Linked DNA regions of Ovis canadensis: region 1 is linked to region 2. A link is a contact called in public Hi-C data. All regions are on one chromosome and are shown on one strand. The core of a region is the stretch at or near the end of the contact, and the rest is flanking DNA. Distances in the headings are between cores, read along the strand shown.

The links. A called contact is a pair of places that touch in the nucleus more often than the background predicts.
Region 1: a Hi-C map of lung shows a contact between it and region 2, with 6 times the contacts expected there. The contact joins the promoter of MAN2C1 here to the enhancer-like site in region 2. A contact is called at or near these places in 2 of 2 Hi-C or Micro-C datasets (fibroblasts and lung).

Annotation. Positions count from the first base shown.
Region 1 is chr18:46,934,071-46,940,260 of ARS-UI_OviCan_v2, reverse strand. It overlaps MAN2C1 (mannosidase alpha class 2C member 1), which reads right to left and starts at 3,463. Exons shown (of 26, transcript XR_011250300.1): 1 at 1,369-3,463; 2 at 989-1,114; 3 at 224-347. It overlaps SIN3A (SIN3 transcription regulator family member A), which reads right to left. Exons shown (of 21, transcript XM_069559489.1): 21 at 3,549-4,845. The coding sequence ends at 4,615.
Region 2 is chr18:46,737,559-46,743,716 of ARS-UI_OviCan_v2, reverse strand. It overlaps IMP3 (IMP U3 small nucleolar ribonucleoprotein 3), which reads right to left. Exons shown (of 2, transcript XM_069559626.1): 2 at 2,659-3,855. The coding sequence starts at 3,755. The coding sequence ends at 3,201. All of the region lies in intron 1 of SNUPN (snurportin 1), which reads right to left. Among named protein-coding and RNA genes, the nearest start is that of SNX33, 11 kb to the right of the region's middle. Within about 2 kb of position 4,341, the one cell type or tissue checked has open chromatin away from gene starts, as enhancers often do. A contact at or near this core is called in fibroblasts, where this site is marked.

The DNA.
Region 1 (6,190 bases), core at 2,214-4,713, 200 kb before region 2:
GAGGATGACCAGTCAGTGGCAGAGTTGGCTTCGCATTACTTATGTTGAGACCTTAAGTGATCCACTTAAATATAAGAAGGAACAATTACACAAGGGCCTAAGCAAAAACTCATCCAGTCCCGAAATCCTGATACCACCCTGCAGGCATAGCCACTCAGCTGTGGCTTCACCAGAGACCAGGGCTGAAATGTGGCCATACCCGACCCAGGGCAGGGCTCCTCACCTGGACAGGTTCCCCATCACGCCACACCAGGCCTTCTCCATCACTTTCCCAGCGAAGATGAACTTCCTGACCTACCCATGCCTCTGGGATGGTCAGCTCTACACGGAACCAACAGGTCCACCATCTGCAATAGAACCACTAAGATGAGCCTAGGGGTCAAAGCCTTGTCCTTTCAACATACTTCCTATGATTAAGGTCATCAAGGGCTTGAGACTTTCTGCCAGAATCTGCAGTACCACAAGGTATTCAGCTTTGATCTACAAGAAAGAAGCAATGGGGTGTGCAGCAAGGTGAGGGAAGGAGGCAGAGAATCAGGGGTCTGTGATCTGTCCTAGAGGGCCCTTCCTAAGAGATGTCACCGAACTGGGAGAAGTGAAGTGGAAGTTGCTCAGTCGTGTCCGACTCTTTGTGACCCCATAGACTGTAGCCCGCCAGGCTCCTCTGTCCGTGGAATTCTCCAGGCAAGAATACTGGAGTGGGTTGCCGTTCCCTTCTCTAGGGGATCTTCCCAACCCAGGGATTGAACCCAAGTCTCTCGCACTGCGGACGGATTCTTTACCAACTGAGCCACCAGGAGGGAAGCCCGTGGGGAGAAGTGGGGAAGAGAAAATTCTTCCATGAAGGCTTGAGGAACCAGCAGAGGGTGCTGCTCTGCCCCAAGTGACTGTCTAGGGCAGAGAGCCGACAATGGAGACTTTTAGGGGAGGCAAGCAAGCTGGGAGGTGGGGCCCAGGAACTCCGCCCTCTCTCTGGAGCGTTACCCACGTGGGTCCGAAGCTGTCGCCGACCTGCGCGGGGCGGAAGTCCTGCTGGACTGCCTCCTGGTAGGGAAGTCTTTCGGGCGTCAAGAAGCTGGAGAGCTCGGCCACTGGGCAGCTGTCTCCAAAGAGCCTGGGCGGGAGGGGCAGGTGGGCGCGCGCTCGTGGGCCAGCCGGCGGGTGGGGATGCGCGTTCCCTCCATCCACCGCCGGGAGGGCTGCCCCACGACACAGTCTCTCCCCACTCCCTCCTCCTGGGCCCCAGCACTATCTGAGGCGGATACTTTGTCCCTCGGCCCATGTGGCCGAAGCTTGGGTTTCCCCCAGAAGGGGAGGCTAGAGACTCGTGGATGCGGCTGGCGGGTGCCCTGGGCGAGGGGGCCACACCTGCCGCGGAGATTACAATCGGTAAAGTAGAGCGGCGACACGAATTTCTCCACTCGCTCCAGCGTAGTGCGCCAGTGCTTCAGGGCCGGCGCCGCCGCCATCGCCGCGCGTTCGCTCCTCTCTCCTCTCCCCGGAAGGCCCCAGGCGCTGCCGGCGCGGTCCACGGCCTGGAACCAAAGGTTCCGGCGCCTCAAAGGCGCCTTCCAGGCCCGGGCAGCTTTCCATGGAACACCAGCGGCTCAGTGAAGCCCCGCTGCTCCGAAGTTTGAGCAGCGAGCTGAAAGCTAAAAGCTAAAAGCTGCGCTTCTGAGGCTTTAGTCTTATCTCGGTCCGAGCTGGTCGCCACTGGGCAAATCCTTAAGTAAAATAGGAAGTCTGACGCTTTGATTCTGAGAAAAGCCTAGTACAGAGACAGACCGAAGGCACGACTGGTGGGAGCTTCGGTTGCTGCAGATGCAGGTCACCTAATCTCAGAAGCTACAAGCGGAACCTCCTTGCCTATGGTCCTTGTGTCTGCATAAGGTGGCGCCAGGGACCGGTGCTTTCAAGCCATTCGGCGGACGTGTGTTAAATAGAGAGTGCTTTATACCCCAGTAACCTCAGGTTCCTCTACTACGTGTTCTATTTTATGTATATGGCTAATTGCTGCCCATCGCCAGAAACTTAAGACTTTGAGATGGCAGATCAGACATAGAATTCATGAGCCTAACAGAATAATGCATTTCTCTACAGGGACTGATGAGTTCAGAGAAGCCATAATACCAGAATTTTCATAATACCTCCAATTTCACCCTCATGTTACTCTGGTGGTTTATTGGCGGCTTTCCCCCACCTCCCTCCTGGGAATGGGATGAAATCTTCCTCTATAAAATCATTAGGAAGAAAAGTATATACACAACATGACCGACCCCTGATATTTTAATAGAAATACTGACCAAGTTTACAACACTTCAAATGCAGATCATAGGGAAAGGTGACTTAAGTACAGAATACCAAACATGACTTAAAATATAACTTGCTGCTGTAAGACAGGCTGAGCTGAGCTTGGAGCTCAGATGTCAGAAGGCAGGAGACATAAAACTGCTGTTTGTAAATCCTGGCTGTAGGTGAAGCTCCGTTTTGGTTGCACTAGTAGGATTGGTCCTGAAACCCTATCCTGACCTGCAGGCAGCTGCTCTGGACATAACCCTCTGCAGACACAGCAATAGCTGGGGCTGCCTGGGTCAGGTTCAATCAGTTCCCCCTATTAACTCCAAGTCAACATGATCTTTCTTAAGCAAGCAGATGGGGGTGGGTTGAGTTACCGGCAGAAAACCTGAAGATCCTACCCAACCCATCAGTATCACTCCACCTTCCAAGTGAGGCAGTGCTGCAGCTTCACCAGAATCTCCCACAAGCCTTTCCTGCCACCTCACACATGTGAGCTGAGTCTCCTATAGTTGCCCATTCCTCCACTGCCCCCAACAAAAAAGTCTAAAAATCAGATAAGCTTACCATTCATAAGGAAAGTCCAGAGCAAAAAAAAAAAATGTGGTTTTGTGGTGGTGATATTAGGGATTTTTAATTAAAAAGCAAACAAAACCACACAGGAACACTGTTGTTTACTTTGACTACAGTAATGGTTGCTGGAGAAAAATTCACCAAAGTCCTGGGAGGGGCTCAGTTGGTGTTTGTTCAGAAAAGCCAGGCTGCCCACATACAAAAATCCTAATCACTCATGTTTAAATATCTGCTGCTTTAAATCTATGTAATTAAAAATATATATATACGTATATATTCCATTTGCAGTTGCTAATGTATCAAGCCTTCTCCCTCCTCACCCCATTTATACCACACACTGTGCACACACTTCTTTCAAACACTGGTTTGGTATTTAAGCTGTTCACTCCCATTTCCAATAAAGGTAAGAAAAAATAGAGAAGCACAAACTATACAGCTGCACAATATACCCATATGTAAAATATTTCCAAACAGCTGAAATAAGGGGGTAGAATATGTACCAAAAGAATGAATAATTCTATTTTTTAAATCTGAGATATTTTGATTTGGGACAAGTACAACTGACTGCTAACTAGAGCAAAATCTTGTTTTTGTACTGTATGTAGATAAGGAACCAAAGCCCAAATCCCTGCTTCAACAGTATTCTCTGGTGAGGACAAGGGACTTGTGTTGAGAGTTCATTCCTTAAGTAAGAACCAAGCTTTATTTATTTACAAAAAAAAAAAAAAAAAAGTTGGGGCAAGAAGGAAGACAAGTTTTACACAAAAGTACTACAACGGTAACTCCCTTTGGTAAAAAGTGTAATAAATGTCTTGTACATCTGTTCATAGGTACTAAATCTGAAGCCACATAGAACTATGGTACACAAGAAGCTAGAGCAGTTATGCTAGCACATCAAAGCATATTTCTTTTAATAAAAAATTGACAGTATGTACATTATTTACAAAAAAAAAAGAAAAACCAAGTTAAAATTGTGTTTGTGTGTGTGTGTGTGTGTGTGTGTGTGTGTGTGAGTAAAGCTGGTGGATGGCACTAGGGTAGACTAGTAAAGAAGCAGGTACAAAACAGTTCCACGGGAGCTAAAAAGGACGACTGATTTGAACTTGTTGAGGCTGAGAACCAGAGGAGAGAAGAAAGGGTGGGCAGCAAGGTATTCATCAGGAATCAAATCCACAAGATGATCAATCCCAAAGCCAAACTGCAGGTCCCAGAGAAAACCTAATGGGTGATCTAGATGTGCTCAAGTGACCAGGAAGAAAAATCCAATCCAGTTTTTTTTTTCCTTTTTGAGGGGAAGAGGAAAGGAGCAGTGACCATCAGAGCTACAATCCATCTAAGCGCTGGCTCCTCCTCAAGTCTGTCGTCGATGCTCGCCCAGCTCGTCTAGGTGTGAACAGCATCCGGTTCCCTCACTGAAAGTCGCCCCAGGAGGCTCCAGTCTCCACTCTGCTGGTGTGTGCAAGCTGCGTGTCCCTGTGCTTGCGTGGGTTTCCTCCCCTCCAGGGCAGGCTAATACCCAAAACCCCTGGGAAAAGTTCCAACTCCGGCTTTGTAAGGGGTCACACGTTCCTTATATGTAGCCCACTTGGTGCCAGGTTGCACCAGCCACGCACAGATCAGGTGGCCATGTCCCAGAGAGGCCCAGTGAGGCTTGAAAGGCATCTTCCTTGTTTCTTCAGTGTGTGCGAGTACACGCGCCCCCCACACACACCACCCCCCCTCCAGTTATCTGCTCTGGCTTTGCAGTTACGGGGTTTTGAACACTGTGCCGTATTTGACACGGTACTTGTTAATGCTCACAAAGTGCAGGGTCTCTGTGTCGCAGGTGGTGGTGCAGGGCACCAGGCCCTCCAGCCCCTCACCCATAAGCCACTTGCTGGTCTCCGCTGCCATTTCACGGGGCACATGCTCCTTGGTCCATTTATCTACCCAGGCCTGGAACCTCTGATGTAGCCGCTTGCTTACACGCTCATGGGACTGCAAAATAGAACAAAGAAGAAACCATCCATGAACTAGGACTGAAAAACCCTTCGAAATCCAATTTTGTTCTAAAGTAGCTGAGGAAAGATGTGGGCTCAAGTTGCAGATCATAAAGCCCCGAGAGAAATGCCAACCCAAGGTCTGGTCAGAACTAGCTCAGTGCTTCTCGATTTTGGTCTGCAGCATCACCACGTGGTGGCATGTTGGGGAAGGAGGAGGTCTTGGGAAAAATGTGTACAGAGTTCCTTGTTTCCATCAATCTGTATTTTTAAACCAGCAACCCAGACGATTCTAATGTACCCTGAGGGAGACAATGAGGCTGTTGGTCACTTCTGTCACAGCGCAAGGCAAAGGGTTTAAAACCCACCATCCCTTCCTGCTATTATCCCATTCTGTCCATCAGATTGTTGGGCACAGCAGATCTTCAGTGGAGGTTTTTGTTCCTACCTCCAACATACTTGTTGGTGCCCATGAGCAAGAAGGGAAGGTGATACAAAGATGAATGAGGTGTTTCCCAGCTCCCTACATCATTTGAATCAGACATGCAGACATATAACACACAGCACCGAGAGAGAAGTACATTAAATTGCCCAATCTGTGCTTCCCACTTGAATGTTCTGTAGTCCTTTGATCTGCCTCCCAAACCTGGTAATAACCCTTTCCTGTTAACAGACATACCCCTAAGCTTCCCAGTTACTCAAGCAAAATAAGCAAAGAAATAAAATCAAAAAACAAAAACCACCAGGTAGCATCCTTAATGCTCTCCATTCTCTTAAACCTCTCCACATCCAATCATTAGCACATCCTGACGATTGTATCTCCAATCCTTTTTTGGCATACAGCATGGCATATTGGATCCCTGACCAGGGATCAAACCCATGCCTCTTGCATTGGAAGCTCCAGCGTCTTAACCACTGGACCATCAGGGAAGTCCCTCCAATCTAATTAAAATTCCTCTATAATCCTGGTAGTCTGGGCAGTCATCTCTCATACGGATGAGAGCAGTCTTTTGAGTGGTCTCTGCCCATCCAACTTGGTGCGTTCGCTCACTCCCATCAGTCTATATCTTTATCAACAAAGTCTCAATGTATCTCAAAACCCAAACCATAACCTGTAAAAATAAATAATGTGGCCTCCGCCTACCTTTCCAACTTCATGCATCCCACTTCCCCTATGGCTCAAAACACAATGATGTTTTACTTATTGTTTAAAGGCCCTGCCATGTGGCATTTGGGACTCCAGTTCCCTGACCAGAGACTGAACTTGCACCCCCTGCACTGGAAGAGTGGAGCCTCAATTACTAGGTCCCAAGCAAGTCCCCCGCAACTGATGTTAGCTTTTT
Region 2 (6,158 bases), core at 3,092-5,591:
CCCACTCTATATAACCATATTTGTGACAAGGAAAATGGAGGTACACAGAGGCCAAGTAAAATAATCATTACATAGCTAGTTGGGCACAGACCTGGAGGTCTTCTGAATCACTTGTTTTGCAGGGTTTGTTTTTTTTTTTTTTTGGTTTGTTTTTTAAGCCCAAAGTTTCTGGTTACAGGTTCTGGTAAGTTATTTCTTTCCTCACTTTCTCCCCAAAGAGAGAAGAAATAGCTTTTCTAAAGAATCTTGAATTTTACTCCTAACTTTCTAAACCAAGTTTCCTTCACAAGAACTTTGAAGTTGTATCTGCTTGAGTGATAAGGGCAGGATTCAGCTACTCCAAAGGGACCACCAGTCTGCCTTGCCCTGTGGGGTCTAGTGGGGTCTAGTGAGAGCTGGAGGGCTGCAGGCGGTTTCTGCCTTTTGGAACCACCAAATCCTCCCCCGTAAGATCCCTAATTCTAAGAGCCCTGAGGACACTCCTCAAATGGGCAAGAGATTCTGCTCAGCCACCAGAGCTAAGGAGTGGGATTCTTTCTTCTTCCTTTCTTAAAGGAATGGCACTGAAAAGAAAACGGCCTTTAGAGGTGCATGAGCCTAGACCCGAGCCCCAGCTTTGGACAAGTTCTCCTCCCAAATTTGTTTGCCAAACTGAAAATGTCTAAATACCACCACCTACCTGTAAGGGCTGTTAGGAAAAGAAATGGTAGCCTAGCATAGAGAGGACCTCAATGAATGTTAGTCGAACCTTGGCAACTCAATGCCTGTTCCTTGTTCAATTCAAACCTTTATACCCTGTTGGGGACCAACCATGTTGTCTAGAGCTGCTCTTCTCTGCTGGCTTGGAAACTGAGGTTCAGGAACTCTCTCTAAACCCTGATGTTTCCCAAGGGCTGGCTGTGACAATGTTTGCACTTTTTTTTTTGTTTGGACATGCCCTGTGCCGTGGGACATCTTTGTTCCTGACCAGGGATTGAACCGGCATCCCCTGCATAGGAAGCACAGAGTCTTAACCACTGGCTCTCCAGGGAAGTCCTTGCATAACTCTTTTTAAAATTATTATTTGGAGGCTAATTACTTTACAATATTGTATTGGTTTTACCATATATTGACATGAATCTGCCGTGGGTGTACATGTGTTCCCCATCCTGAACCCCCCTCCCACCTCCCTCCCCATCCCATCCCTCTGGGTCATCCCAGTGCACCAGCCCCGAGCACCCTGTATCATACATCGAACCTGGACTAGTGATTCATTACACATATAATAATATACGTTTCAATGCCATTCTCCCAAATGATCCCACCCTCTCCCTCTCCCACAGAGTCCAAAAGATTGTTTATACATCTGTGTCTCTTTTGCTGTCTCGAATACAGGGTTATCGTTACCATCTTTCTAAATTCCATATATATGTGTTAGTATACTGTATTGGTGTTTTTCTTTCTGGCTTACTTCACTTTGTGTAATAGGCTCCAGTTTCATCCACCTCATTAGAACTGATTCAAATGTATTCTTTTTAATGACTGGGTAATATTCCATCGTGTATATGTACCACAGCTTTCTTATCCATTCATCTGCTGATGAGCATCTAGGTTGCTTCCATGTCCTGGCTATTATAAACAGTGCTGCGATGAACATTGGGGTACATGTGTCTCTTTCAGTTCTGGTTTCCTCAGTGTGTATGCCCAGCAGTGGGATTGCTGGGTCATATGGCAATTCTGACTCTTAAAGGAAGCATTCTAGCTCCACCACCTATTGGCTATGCAATCTGAGGTAGTTTGACCCATCTCTGCCTCAGTTCCCTTATTTGAAAAGTAAAGAACTGGGCTCCCCACATCATTGAATTGTTGGATTAAATGGATTAAGATATGTAATGCACGAAGTGTCTGACATACAGTAGAAGCATTTGCTATTATTGTCATCTCCAGTGTCACCTCCTCTTGTTTCTTCACCAAATGTTGCCTTACACCTGGTGAGATGGAGATGGTACAGGTAAAAGCAACCCACTGGTCTTGGCATTCTGTTATTTCCCTTGTAGTGGTAATGAGTAAATTCGGTAGTCTTCCTTCCAGTGAGCTGGCTGCATTAGAACAGATCCTCTCCCTTCATGTTCTTCCATTGTCATCAGGCTAGGCTCCCTGACTCCCAATCCATCCTTTGTGTCCCTCAATAAAACCCACTCTAACTGGGCAACTAACCTTTCTCTAAATTAAAGGCTGGGCAGGTAGTGATGGTGGGCAGTGATGGGTAATAGCTGTGCAGCTGCTGCTCTGGGCAGGCAGCCCTGGAGCCTCCCGAGGGCTCCACTCCTAAGAACTTTCCAAGACCCTCCTGGGCTACTTCTAACCGCTAGATAAGCTACAGGGTGATTATTTCCTTAGGCAAGCAAACACTTCAGCCCTCTAATATGGTATTTCCTGAGGCTGGAATAGCAACAGGAAGTCCTGTGGGGAAGAGTTCTGCCAAAACACTCATTCTGAGGAAGGGATCAGTAAACTGACAAATCTGGTCAGCCCTGTACAACATCCTGCAACCTCCACACGTGGAACCCAGGGCAGGTCTCACCCACAGGCAGCTCGCTGCCGTCACTATTCTTCTGTGGGTTCCTGAATTCAGAGAGACCTATACATGCGACCCTATGTGACAAACCCAGACAAAAATTTGCACTTAAAAAGCAGTTAGGCCATTTATTGGCATCAGGAGAGCATTTCTTTAAACAAGAGAAAGAACTCTGAACACTAAAATCTCATCTATTTTATGAAAACTTGAGACCAACCTCTATGACATCTGTACACAGTTTAATCACGAACAAGAGCAAGGATTCGAGTTAAATAAATTAAACCACACTGTCCTGTTACAAGAAAATGAAACGAAAGCTGGGGGCGGGGATAGGTCCTCCCCAATCCCAAGTCCCTGCATTCACACCGCAATATTTCAGGTACAAGAACAAAACAAGTCCCCAGTGCAGTACAAAACCGCTTCCCATTGTTTCTTATGGCAGTCACTGAATTACCAATTGTCCGAAAGCTAAGAAAATTTCGTGGAAAAGGGCGTACCCTTTGGCTCCATGCGTGTCCTGTAGCTGAGGAGGCAAGTTCTTAAGAACCGACGACTGGCTGATACACTCTTGGGGAGATGCGCCTTCACAGACTCTTAGGCTTGTGTCTCAGCTTCCCCATGCAGTCCTGGCGAGGGGAGTCCGCTAGGCGTCCAAATCGAAGTCGTCACGCTCCTCATTGTACTCCAGCACGTGCCGCTTGATCTTGGACGAGTCAACCCAGGTGACAAAGTCCTCCATGCTTCGCGTGACAAGGAAGGCGGGGTCGGTGACCACGTCGGGGCCCACGCGCACGTGGCCCTGCTCCACGAATGCCACGGCGGCCTGGAGGTGCTGCGCCATGCGCAGCTTAAGCAGCACAGTGGGCAGGCGGCGGCGGCAAAAGGACGAGGCCGTGACGAAATCGCAGAGCTCCAGCGATCCCCGCGTGGGCACTAGGCCGAGAGCATACAGCTTATCCAGCAGCGCGGCCGAGGAGCGCACGCGAAACGGGTCGCACTCCGGCAGATCGCGCAGACGCCGGGCCAACTCGCGCACAGCACGGCTCAGCTGGTTGTAGCGCGTATAGTCCTCGCGCCGCTGCAGCCGATAACGCCGCAACACGCGTAGCTCATGCAGGTTGTGATCTGTGACCTCCCAGTTCAGGAAGTCCACCTGCTTGAGCAGCTTCTGCTCGTGAAACTTAAGCTTCCGCACCATGATGGCGGCTCAAACGTTGCCGGACCGGAGGTTCAGCGCGCATTCCGGCTGCAGCGCGACTTCCGCTTCAGTACTGCTAGACCCGGCCGTCTTTGGGACCCTGCGCCAATGAAAGGAAGACTCAGGGCCAGGCCTCCCATTTCCATTGGTCAGGGTGAGGCCACGCCCCGTGTTCGTATCTCGCGTTTCTTCTCCGCGTTCTCTGAGGGAGGCGGAGGGAAGAAACGCCTGGAGAGGCCTGGGATGGGAGGGGAGGGTTCCTAGGCGACTCTGCGCTGTTTTAAGTTACCTAGTGCCGTAATTATTTCCTCTCGTTTAGGTTTCTGTCATTCAGGGCCTCTCTGGAGAGCCTCTTCCAGAAGAGCTAAAGAGGATAGTTCCGGGAAAGAGGGGTGACCGCCGCGCTAATATGGATATACTGTGCTAACTGACCTTGGCGGGGGTTGGGGTGGGGAGGGGCTGTCCTCCCACCGTGTTGGGGCTTCTCAGAGCCGACTGGGGCTGATCGGATATCCCCACGGCCTACTAACCGCAAGTCTATTAACGAGGCGGGCGGAGCTTTTTCACCCTACCAATTAGGGCTTGAAGCCACTGAACCTATCAGTACTGCTTCCCAGGCTACCTCTGCACGCCCAGAATCAGGATCTACCCAGGAGTCACTTGAAAATCTGTGTTGTTAACAAGAATGTCAGGTGATTCATAAAATCCAGTAAATTTGAAAAACTTGGATAGTACAAATCCTGCCTCTTTAATCTGGGCTGAAAAGAATTAGCCTGACAGGTTGGATTTCTGGAGTATTTCGTGAACGGACAACACTTTTTCTGCAAATTGTATCTGTTTCAGTTTAGTGTAGCGCTAACAGGACTAACTTCTTTATTTACCCAAGACTTTGACGCCACCTAGCTTCTTTGCCTGTAATTTTATTTTTGTACGCTTTTCATTGTTTTTTAAAGATACAATATTTAATATGGGCGATACTATATGTAACATATGTGAGATACAGGAATATTTGTGGACCCAACAGCCAGTTTAAGAAAGCATCACCAGGACCTATTCAACCACTCTCCCAGTCAGAGGTAAAAATATCTGCTCTCCTGAATTTAGTGTTTATCTTTGCCTTTTGTTTAAAAAGAAAACAGTTTTATCATTTTATGCATCCCTAAGTATACTGAGAATTTTCTTACTTGAAGCATAGCCCATGGAACAGCAGAGAGCTGTTGAAAATGCAGAATTTCAGACCCCATTCCGGACTTACAGGATCAGAATCTTCATTTAACCAGATCCCCAGCTAATTTGCGTGCATATTTGAGAAGTGTTGCTTAGATGATATCACATATGGAATTTTTTTTTATATATAGCTACAGTTGCTTTTAAAAAACTGCTGCATTATATTCCATTGTTTTGTTGTTATTCACTTGCTCAGTTGTGTCCGACTCTTTGCAGCGCCACAGATGGCAGGCTTCCCTGTCCTTCACTATCTCCTTGAGTTTGCCTAAACTCATGTCCATTGAGTTGATGATGCCATCCAATCATCTCCTACTCTATTGTTCTCTTCTCCTCCTGCCTTCCTAGCATCAGCGTCTTTCCCAATGAGTTGGCTCTTCGAATAAGGTGGCCAAAGTATTGGAGCTCCAGCATCAGTCCTTCCAATTAATATTCAGGGTTGATTTCCTTTAGAATTGACTGGTTTGATCTCCTTGCACTCCAAGGGACTCTCAAGAGTCTTCTCTAGCGTCACAGTTTGAAAGCATCAATTCTTCAGCGCTCAGCCTTCTTTATGGTCCAACTCTCACATCCATATATGACTACTAGAAAAACCATTGTTTGGTTCTGTTCAATTTATTAATCCATCTCCTGTTGGATTTTTTTTTTTTGGAGTGACTATTTTTTAGCAGTGCTACATTCCTGTAGTTTTCCTGTTGCACCTATGCAGTAGCTTCTAGTATACATCTTGAATTACTGAGTTGTAAAGGATGCGTGCGGAGGAGGTGATGGCACCCTTCTCCAGCACTCTTGCCTGGAAAATCCCATGGGCGGAGGAGCCTGGTGGGCCACAATCCATGGGGTTGCTAAGAGTCGGACACAACTGAAACGACTTAGCAGCAGCAGCAGCAGCAGCAGCAGCAGCAGCAGCAGCAGCGGATGCGTGAACATGTAAAGCGCATGCTCAGCTTTACTAGCTGTTGTCAAATTGGTTTCCAAAGGGGCTGTACCAATTTATTTTCCTTTGTCACTACATGAGAGTTCCCTTTGCTCCTCATTCTTGACAGTGCTTGGTTGGTAGACTTTTTAAATATTTGTGAATCTGATGAGTGTGTGATGGTATTTTACTGTGATTTTAATTTACATTTCCTGATGAATAAAGGTTTCATATATGTTTCTTCCTCTGTGGAATGCCCCTTT